Regions from separate parts of the Gossypium raimondii genome. Here region 2 is linked to region 1. Evidence: chromatin contacts called from public Hi-C data. All regions are on one chromosome and are shown on one strand. The core of a region is the stretch at or near the end of the contact, and the rest is flanking DNA. Distances in the headings are between cores, read along the strand shown.

Region 1 (5,251 bases), core at 2,523-5,022:
AAGAAATGACCGAGTTAATCTCAATTGCCTTAAAAAACAATTGGTTTATAACCCTCTTCAGCTCATCTTTATTTCTTGTTCTTTTCCACTCTTATAATGGCTAACTAAGTACTCTTATCCCCCCACTTCTTTAACTACTCCCACTTAGCTCCCACTTACCTTATAGTTGCAGATTATGTTATTCTGACTCTTCATTTTTCTTTAAAGAATCGTGTTGAACACTTATGCCTATAATCCTCTAATCACCCTCCAAATAAATGAATACTAAGAAAAAATTAAACATACTCGTGCGGGAAATATACCCATATTGAACACTAACACTCAAGTCCAGAAAACATAGTTGGATAGGTTCTTGCTTGCACTGAATAGTATCTATGCATTGCTGGTTACATGGCATTAGCTGATATGAAAATTGTCATTGGTGGGACTATTTAACCAGTCCATTAAACAATCTGAGGTGTATGTTCCACTACTAGACTTACTAATATAACTTTCGGCATATAAATATGGTTTTGCGATTAAAGAAAAGGAATTATTGTTCCATATGACTTAATTGTTAAAGGTATTATCGCATGCCTGGGAACTTTAGCAGCCCAGATTTTCTTCACATGTAGACACTTAAGTCAAACTTGCGAGTGTAGTTTACTGTCTTTCCATGGAAACTCTTTTTGCTAGAGGAATACACCATGATGCCACTTTTAAGCCATTTTCAAAGGGAAATACATGGGATTGTACCAAACCTATTGAACGGGACATCAGATAATGGCTCCCCACTATCTGCAGAAATGACATAATCAAATTTGGCAATGTATTGTATTCTCCTTAGGTTATTGGAGTATAAAATAGCTCTTAGTTCCACTGCTTTGGCAAAAGACGGGCAGTTATTCGAATTTCAGTGTTTTGATATGGAGCAAAAAGCCTTCAAACGTCCCTTTGTTCACTTGTTTTACATCTTTTTCCTGAGTCACCTGGTGTTTTGTCAACTCGATTATAGATTCTATGACAGTACTTGTCCCAGTCTCACAGGGATTGTTAGATATGGTGTTTGGTCAGCCATTGCTAACGATACTCGGATGGCGGCCTCTCTTGTTCGACTTCACTTCCATGATTGTTTTGTTAACGTAATAAAACTGTTCTCGGTTTCTATATTGATGTCTGGTCTATGTTACTCATGTGTCCGACACAAATACTTCAAAAGAAAAAAAAAAAAAACCAAAAGCAAAAGAGTCGGAGTGCTTTACTGCATTATTTTTTTTTCCTTTACATAACTTTTTGAATCTCTGCAGGGATGTGATGCTTCAATCTTACTTGATGATATTGACTCAACATTTGTGGGGGAAAAAACAGCAAGGGCTAATCAAAACTCAGTAAGAGGCTATGAGGTTATTGACAAAATTAAGGCTAATGTTGAGAAAGCTTGCCCATCAACTGTTTCTTGCACTGATATATTAACTCTTGCAGCAAGAGAAGCTGCTAATATTGTAAGTAACATTTTCATCTTTCATTCCTAATTTTAACCTGATTCTATATCATTATCATCGTTCATGGTCCGTCGGTAACCCTGCTCTTAATCTATAAGGCAGGGGCATCGTATTGGATGGTACCGTTGGGTCGCCGAGATGGCCGAACAGCGAATAAGACCGCAGCTAATGAACTCCCATCACCTTTTGAGTCCTTAGATAACATCATTGCGAAGTTCAATGCAAAGGGTCTTGATACAAAGGATGTGGTTGTTCTATCAGGCATGCTTTCATTCAATGCCATAATCATCAATCTTTTGATCATTTTGTGCTTCAAAAACAAAACAACAACTTGTTTATTGCCACTGCCTTTATGCTGAACAGTTCATATATGCTAAATACAGGTGCTCACACCATTGGCTTTGCTCAATGTTTCACTTTCAAACAAAGGCTATTCAACTTTGGTGGGTCACGCAAGCCAGACCCAGATCTTGAAGCATCACTTCTCAAAGGCCTTCAAACTGTGTGTCCGGATCAAGTAGATTCAGACACCACTTTAGTTCCTTTAGACTCTGTTACAACTAACAGATTCGACAACAGCTACTACAGAAACCTTGTCAACAGTTCTGGTCTTTTGCAGTCAGACCATGTTCTGAGTACAGATAATAGAACTGCTTCAATGGTGCTTAGCTACAGCAGATACCCTTATCTGTTTTTAAAAGATTTTGGAGCATCAATGGTGAAGATGGCCAACATTGGTGTTCTAATGGGACAAGATGGGGAGATAAGGAAGAACTGCAAAGTGGTCAACTAGATACCTAAGACCTTGTTCTCTTTAAGGCAGCAAATGAAGGGTTCTGTTTGGTTTGAATGACATATTTGTAGGTTTCTAAATGTGAACCACTGCATGTAAAAATATAAGTTTGTAAAAATGTGGTGAGTGCATTTCGTGATGTAATTATGGGGACCTTTCAAGGTCTAGTCTCATCACCTCAGTTCAAAGCAAATGGAAATAATTTGCAACTTGGATTGCAGGTCTCAGTGGCTACAGGCTCCATAAAAGCTATATTATATAATTAATTAACTTATAAATTCAAAAGAAAGAATTCAAGGAACAATGAGAATGCAGCAAATGTACTAAAGAGAGTGGGAGTTTGAAAATACTGAAATTATATACGTTGAAATATGAATAAAAACTTATCCAGCATCAATTTTTTTTTTATATATACATATCAAACTGAGGAGGAAGATTACGTACGCATGAATGAATTGAATTAATTTTATAATCTTACTATATTCTCTTTATACATATGTGTTTTTGCACTCATTAGATTGGGTCACAGGGAAGTGAGGAATGCTTTAAGAGGACTGGAAATGATACGCGTGGTAAAACGTTAAATTGATATTTTCATCATTTTTAATGCTTAAATCAAATAATGGATTGTTTAAAAAAGAATAATAAGTTTGTTGAGATTGATTCATTCCTTCTGCTCTATCTAATTTTGTAGTTGAGGGGTTTGAGCTGTGTTAAATGGCATCCAACTTTGTCCCCTTTATTTATCCAATAATAGCTTCTTGTTAGCTTTTGGGACTTTTTGGCCGTGGTATAACAATGTGTGAAGTTTACTTTCAATTATCCATATCTTAATCATTTTTTGGGAGATTTATGAGTCTCATTTAAACTTCATACTTGTACATAATTGATGTTTCACTTTCATAAGTATAGTTAGGGTAATGATAAAAATAGTTATGTTAATATTTGATATATCAATCTTACTTTATTTTTACAAAATGGTTAATAATATGTCTTCATGGTTGAAAATATATAAAATTATATTTCTTTTACAAAATTTGTTATTATGAGTTTATACTTTTTTAAGGTAAACTACAACATTAATCATTAAATTTTGAGTAAGCTTTTGTTTTGGTTACTTAACAAAAAAAGTTACAATTTGGTCATTAAACTATTAAAAATTTTCATTTAAGTCGGTAGATTATTCAAAAGTTTGTATTTAATTCATTGGATTATTAAGTTTTCTTTTAAAAAGTTTTGCAAACAAGTTGCAAGTGATGATTCGGCGATTGGTACGATAGATCATTATCCATCGACGAGTAGAAAAACATATTTAAAATCTAAGTTGATCTAATAGTTAATGTCGGAGATTAGAGAAAAAATATTTAAATTTTAGTTAACAATTTATGAAAAAATAAATAATAAAAAAAAGAGGAAAAAACACTTTTATTTAATACAGAGTGTGAAAATTTTTTTTATATTGAATTGTTGTTTAATCTCTCGAGAGGCTGGAAATTTGAGCCCACATCCTTAACCTCAAAATCCGTGTCATGTAACTCACTCTACACAAATATCCGACGGTTCCAAAGGCACCCTTAAAACCAGGCAGCTGTTGCCAAAGCAAACCAACCAACACGGCAAAACGAACCAGCAAAGCCAGAACCGACGACCTTTTGTTTTCTTTTTTTGGGTTCAAGTGGGATTAGGGTTGTTTTCATTTTCAGTTGAAGAAGAGAAGGAAAATGGTGAACCCAAGGTGTTATTTGGACATAAGTATAGGAGGAGAACTAGAAGGAAGGATTGTAGTGGAGTTGTACACGGATGTTGTGCCTAAAACTGCTGAGAATTTCAGGACTTTGTGCACTGGTGAGAAAGGCATTGCTCCTAACTCTGCTGCCTCCCTGCATTACAAGGTTCTTCCTTTTCTCTTTCCTATATTTACAACTCTTGACTGCATCAAAGTATCTCTATTTTAGTGTTAATTCTTTTTTCTTTCCTCCTGGAATGTCAAAAAGGTGTTCAAATTCTTTGGTTTGAGTTTAGTGGGTGTGGTAATGAGGCTTTTGCTTTGAGTGAAGTAAAACCCTTTTCTGTGTGCGATTCTTTTATGTATTGTGGCTCGTTACTTGTTTTCTTTGTAAGTGAGTAATTGGTAGAGCTTACATGTTTTCTTTGCACATCTTGTATTATTTGGTGTAAAGCGAGCATTTCCTAGAGTAAAAAAGATTGAATTTTCCTTGGGAATTGAGGTTTGTTTTTTCAACTGGGAATTCTTGTAATAAGAAGCAATGTAACTCCTTTATTTCCTTTCTCAAATGCAGTTTGCTTCTAATGTTGATGCATGTAGACATAACTTGAAACTTAGAGAATGAAGGGCATTAAATATGGTATTGTTAGATGGTTTCTTGTTTTTGTAATTTCACTTTGGTTGAATGATCATATGCTCTCGTTTTACATGCCTTTACGCTCTTTAGGTCCTATGTTGATGGGCACACAGGCAGTTCAAGGTACTTCACGTTAGAATTTGATGCATGTGGAAAATGTTATGGTTTTCTTGTAATTCTGCTATTATGAAATTAATCTGCCAAAAATGATGACTATGCACTTCCAAATAGTTTCCTTTACTTATGTAAGAAACTTTGTAGTGATTTCCTTTTTTAATAATAATGCAATTTCAATTTAATAGGGTGTGCGCTTTCATCGCATTATCCGAGGTTTTATGATACAAGGTGGGGATATATCAGCTGGTGATGGAACTGGGGGAGAATCCATTTATGGCTTGAAATTTGAAGATGAAAATTTCGAGTTAAAACATGAAAGAAAAGGAATGTTATCGATGGCTAATATGGGGCCTAACACCAATGGGTCTCAATTCTTCATTACAACTACTCGAACATCTCATCTCGATGGAAAACATGTGGTTTTTGGGAAGGTTATAAAAGGAATGGGTGTTGTTCGTTCTATCGAGCTTGTTGCTACTAAGGATGGTGATTACCCC
Region 2 (5,363 bases), core at 121-2,620, 160 kb after region 1:
TTATTCAAATCATGACACCATCACAATTTGTTGTTAAGTTAGTGATAATTTGGACAAAGGGATAAATATTAAAACTATACATAAACTTTGTTTAAATGAGCAATTTGATACATGAATTTTGATTTGATGCAATCATACACATGAAACTTTGATTATAGTTACACAAAACTTTAATTTTGATTCAATTGTAAACTTTTAAAGAAATAAATATATCGATTTATTTTTATATTTGATAAAGATAATTATTTGTATTTGTAATGTAAAATGGTGCTATATTGATAATTGTGTTGACGATTTGTGAAAACTAAATCAAATCAAAATTTCATGTATAAAATTATATAAAATCAAATTTCATATATGACATTGCACATTTGATAAAAGTTCATGTATAGTTTTAAAATTTACTCTCTTAGACAAAATAAATCATACCCAATTGATTTATTCATGATCCAACCATGTGTATTTTTTTGGGATGGTTAGGTTTTTTATGGGTATAAATCTATTGAATATGATATCTTTGTCTAAATTATTAATAATTTAAAATAAATTATTTAAATATATAAAAATTAATTTGAAGGAATTTTTAATGGAAGGAATTAAATTAAAATAAAATATTATAGTATAACGACTCTTGGTAGACTAAGGGTGAGTTTGGATGGGCAGTGCGTTTACCTGCGGTTAGTGTAAAAACAACGGTAACGGTAAGATTAGATACTATAGCGATACTGTAGCATGAGACAAAAAATAAACTAAACAAACTGTACCGCATCCAATCATCCATCCAAACCCACCCTAAAGAAAAAGAGAAGAAGGGAGAATCGACATCCCAACCTGAAGCAAGTAAGTAAACACTCAACACGAAAAATAGAGGAACACGAAATTTCGCCACCAAATTACTGCATGTCAAAAACTAAATTCATTAGCCACCCACCTAAGTTTGCGCCACGTGGAAAATCAGTCCAAATCATGATTCACTGGACTGGCCCCACGAAAAAGCTAACCCATCTTTTTCAATTACCACATAACATAACATACTAACCACAACAAGATTAAAATGATTTTGCTAAATTACTTTGAAAGGATTTGGCCGAGGTTCTAAATTTAATTTTAAATTTTCTTACAAAACAATAATATTTAGTTAAAAATTAATGAAAAGACATTTGTATGAAATTATATTAAAATTTTAGTTTTATAATTAATACTAAATTCATCCTTAAATTAATAAAATAATTATGTTTCCATATTTATTATGAATGAATAACAAAATACTGAATCCGGTAGAGGTAAGTCAAAATTACTGTTTCAAATGCATAAAATTTAATTATAATATTAATTTTTTGATAAACGAAAAAGTGAAGTCCCCGTCGTTTCCTTATCTCACCAATTAACGCTTTCAAACAGCATAGACAACAAAAGCTTTGAGTTTTCTTTTTATTATTAGTTTTCATTTCAATTTTATAGTTTGTTGAAATGGTTTAAGGCTTTAAGGAGAGATTCAAAATCCTACTCTCCGGGGAAAAGAGAGAGATAGGCGTACACTTCAATGGGTCTTTGCACCTCCAAACCCTCCCCAAACCCTTCTGATTCTACAAATGCCTCTATCAATACCCGGAATAACGATATCTACCGCAAGCCTAACTCTGTTTCGGCTTCTCCTTTACCTGATGGAGTAAACTCCAAGGAAGATCAAGGTAAACAAGGAGAAGAAGAAAAAGAAAGCTCCAATCCCAACAATGAAGGCAAGAAATCGCCGTTTTTCCCGTTTTATAGTCCCAGTCCAGCTCACTACTTGTTTTCCAAAAAGTCTCCTGCGAGATCTTCAACCAATTCCACTCCAAAACGGTTTTTCAGGAGGCCATTCCCTCCGCCGTCTCCGGCGAAGCATATTAGGGCAGTGCTTGCGCGGAGGCACGGGTCTGTGAAGCCGAATGAGGCCGCGATCCCGGAAGGAAGCGACGCAGAGGCAGCGGGAGCTACCGGTACCGGACTGGATAAGAGCTTCGGCTTCTCGAAGCACTTCGGGAGCAAATATGAGCTCGGAGACGAAGTAGGAAGAGGCCATTTCGGTTATACTTGTACGGCGAAGTTTAAGAAAGGAGAGCTTAAAGGACAACAAGTTGCCGTTAAAGTTATACCTAAAGCGAAGGTTTCATTTTAATTTTCATTTTGTTTTTATCTACTTTATTTATTTTAATCTTAGAACTTTTGCCTTTTTGCGCTTATGGATTTGAATTAAAATTCTTTGACAGTGAAAAAAACGAGATCCGACTAGAAGACCCTCAGTTAGATTTTTATACTTACTGGAAATAAGAAAATGAATTTAAATATTGAATTTGCTGATTTTTTTTTTAACAGAGTAATCATAACTCGGAATTAAAATGTATACTCACGGAGTTATGTTCTACAATTTTATTTCTGTATAATAGCTATTTTTGTGCCTTGAATTGATATGTTATGCTTGTTGATTTTTGTGTTTTTGTTTATAGATGACTACTGCAATTGCCATTGAGGATGTTAGAAGGGAGGTAAAAATATTAAGAGCTCTATCTGGACATAGCAATTTAGTACAATTCTATGATGCCTACGAGGACCATGATAATGTCTACATAGTGATGGAGTAAGTACCATACGAAAACATGAACTCGGTTTTGGGTTCAGTGTGTTCAGGATCATTTGGTTTGATGATTTGTGATGGGTTCTAATTAGTTACTATGTATCTTTCAGATTATGTGAAGGAGGGGAGCTCTTGGACAGAATTCTTTCTAGGTATTTCTTCTAATAATAGCTACTTCTGATTCTGATTCCAAAATAAGAGTTTGAGGCTGAATGTACTTAGTTTGGATTTGATTACCTATCAAGTGTATTCTTCTAATCATGCAGGGGCGGAAAATACACTGAGGATGATGCAAAAGCTGTGATGATTCAGATACTTAACGTTGTTGCTTTTTGCCATCTCCAGGGTGTTGTGCACCGGGATCTTAAACCTGAGGTGAATATCTTTCCAGTTCTAATAAGGTTTCTGATATTTTTTTTTCTGGGTGGTATTACACTGGTTTTGTGGTCCCATATAAGATTTCTAAGGTTTATGTAAGGCTTTTCCTTGAGGATAACCTTGCGCTAAGTATTCTGGTTAAGCAGTCACCGAAGCCTAGGCACTACTGCTTGTTTTCTTGGTTGTGCTTCATTCTAGCATATTTCATTTTCATCTTCTTAGCAGCAGAGGTTTTAATAGGTATATAATAAAAATTTGCCCATTGCCTACCTGATATTATACTAAATTTAGCTATTTTCTGTGACCAGAATTTCTTGTTTACATCAAAGGATGAAAATTCACAATTGAAGGCTATAGACTTTGGCTTGTCTGATTTTGTGAAACCGGGTTTGTACTCAAATTCGTATTGCTTAAGCCATAGTGCTTTAGTTATTTGATTAATTTCTTCATGTTTTCTTTTTCCTTTTCAATTTCAGATGAAAGGCTTAATGACATTGTTGGTAGTGCATACTATGTAGCACCAGAAGTTCTACATAGGTCTTACAGTACAGAAGCAGATGTCTGGAGCATAGGTGTGATTGCTTATATTCTTTTGTGTGGTAGTCGTCCATTTTGGGCTCGAACAGAGTCTGGGATTTTTCGAGCTGTTCTAAAAGCTGATCCAAGTTTTGATGAAGCACCTTGGCCATCTCTATCTTCTGAGGCTAGGGATTTTGTGAAGCGTTTACTGAATAAGGACCCAAGGAAAAGATTGACTGCAGCCCAAGCTTTGAGTGCGTGACTCATCTTCTGTCATATTCATTATTTTTACATTCTTGTAATTTTACTCACAATTGCTTGCCACAGGTCATCCCTGGATAAAAAAGTATAACGATGTGAAAGTGCCCTTGGATATACTGATATTCAAACTCGTGAAGGCTTATCTGCGCTCTTCATCTTTTCGGAAGGCTGCTTTAAGGGTGCGTATATGGTGATTAGAGGTGCCCATGGGCTGGGCCGGGGCTCAATTAAAAAAAAAAACTCAGGCCTGCCCACCCAAAAGCTTATATTACCGTTTAAAAATAATAAAATATTAAAAATATAATTTTATATTAATATTTATATAATTAAATTTAATTAAAACTATTTAAAAGTATTTAATTTAAATTCGGGTTGGGTCAGGCCGAGGACAAAAATCCTTATCCAAGCCTGGCTCAGGTTGATAATGTGAACTTTTTCCTCATCCTGCATGGGATTTCTAGCTCTTATACCCTTCTATTGGTAATTTTTGCAGGCCCTGTCTAAAACTTTGACTGTGGATGAGCTGTTTTACTTGAAGGAGCAGTTTGCATTATTGGAACCAAATAAAAATGGCACTATAAGCTTAGAAAATATCAAAGCGGTTGGTTCCTTCCCTGTTCATAATCTTGAAAATTTTTGGCAGTTTTCTTGTGAATAGTATCTAATGCTATCGCTCTGGTCAGGCTCTGATGAAAAATGCAACAGATGCTATGAAGGATGCTCGCATCCCTGAGTTTCTTGCATCGGTAGGTGCTTCATCTTTTTCTGTTTTGTTTGGAAATGCATATAAATTTAAGAGGTGGTATGAATCTCTAATTGTGTACGGTTTCCTTTTGTGGTAGCTAAATGCACTTCAATACAGACGGATGGACTTTGATGAGTTCTGTGCAGCTGCATTAACTGTTCATCAGCTGGAGGCTCTTGATCGGTGGGAACAGCATGCACGTTGTGCTTACGAAATCTTTGAGAAGGAAGGAAACAGACCTATTGTCATTGAAGAGCTAGCTTCGGTATGTTGATCTCCCCTGCAAAGTTTTTGCATCTATGCCTCATTCGGATGATTATTTAATTCCTTTGAGTAGGCTGACAGGTATGGAAAACTTACTAAGTCATATGCATGACAATTATGTTTTGAACCTTTGCTAGAATTATAGACTTCAATTTTCACCTATTTGAGAAAATGATTTGCCCTTCGATTTTGTCATTTTATCTTCACATGGACTACTGATTCTTGGACTACACATGTTACTACAACACCTCACTGTTAAGGATATCGAAAGAAGAGAGAGAATGAATAATGTTTGAGATAAAAGATTAACTTTTTTCTTGCTCGTCAGCATCAATTGTAATTAAGAGAGCTGTGCAGTCTATATAAAATTTGTTGCACAATTGTGAAGGTATTGTGTAATAGATGATAGAAAGAGTGATTTAAGGGGCATTTATTTCCCTTTAGTGGGCCTTTAAGTCTCATTTAATTCTCTTTTATTTTTTGTAGATTTCAACTACTATTGATGGTTATGTTTATTATGGTTTATGTTACTTGGGTTCAATGCGAGTATTGGATACATATGTATGTCCGACATGCATATGT

The links. Hi-C and Micro-C count contacts between places; a contact is called where the count stands out from the background.
Region 2: a contact with region 1 is called in a Hi-C map of leaf, with 1.8 times the contacts expected there. The contact joins the promoter of LOC105763350 here to the promoter of LOC105763348 in region 1. A contact is called at or near these places in 2 of 2 Hi-C or Micro-C datasets (both in leaf).

What each region holds. Positions count from the first base shown.
Region 1 is chr12:13,381,559-13,386,809 of ASM2569854v1, forward strand. LOC105763348 (peptidyl-prolyl cis-trans isomerase CYP40) reads left to right here and starts at 3,773. Exons shown (of 9, transcript XM_052625634.1): 1 at 3,773-4,166; 2 at 4,940-5,251. The coding sequence starts at 3,996. It overlaps LOC105763347 (peroxidase 10), which reads left to right and starts at 883. Exons shown (of 4, transcript XM_012581548.2): 1 at 883-1,121; 2 at 1,287-1,481; 3 at 1,580-1,742; 4 at 1,865-2,578. The coding sequence starts at 906. The coding sequence ends at 2,274.
Region 2 is chr12:13,544,773-13,550,135 of ASM2569854v1, forward strand. LOC105763350 (CDPK-related kinase 5) reads left to right here and starts at 1,371. Exons shown (of 11, transcript XR_001124173.2): 1 at 1,371-2,146; 2 at 2,487-2,617; 3 at 2,725-2,766; 4 at 2,881-2,989; 5 at 3,301-3,379; 6 at 3,469-3,765; 7 at 3,839-3,951; 8 at 4,266-4,373; 9 at 4,456-4,518; 10 at 4,615-4,862.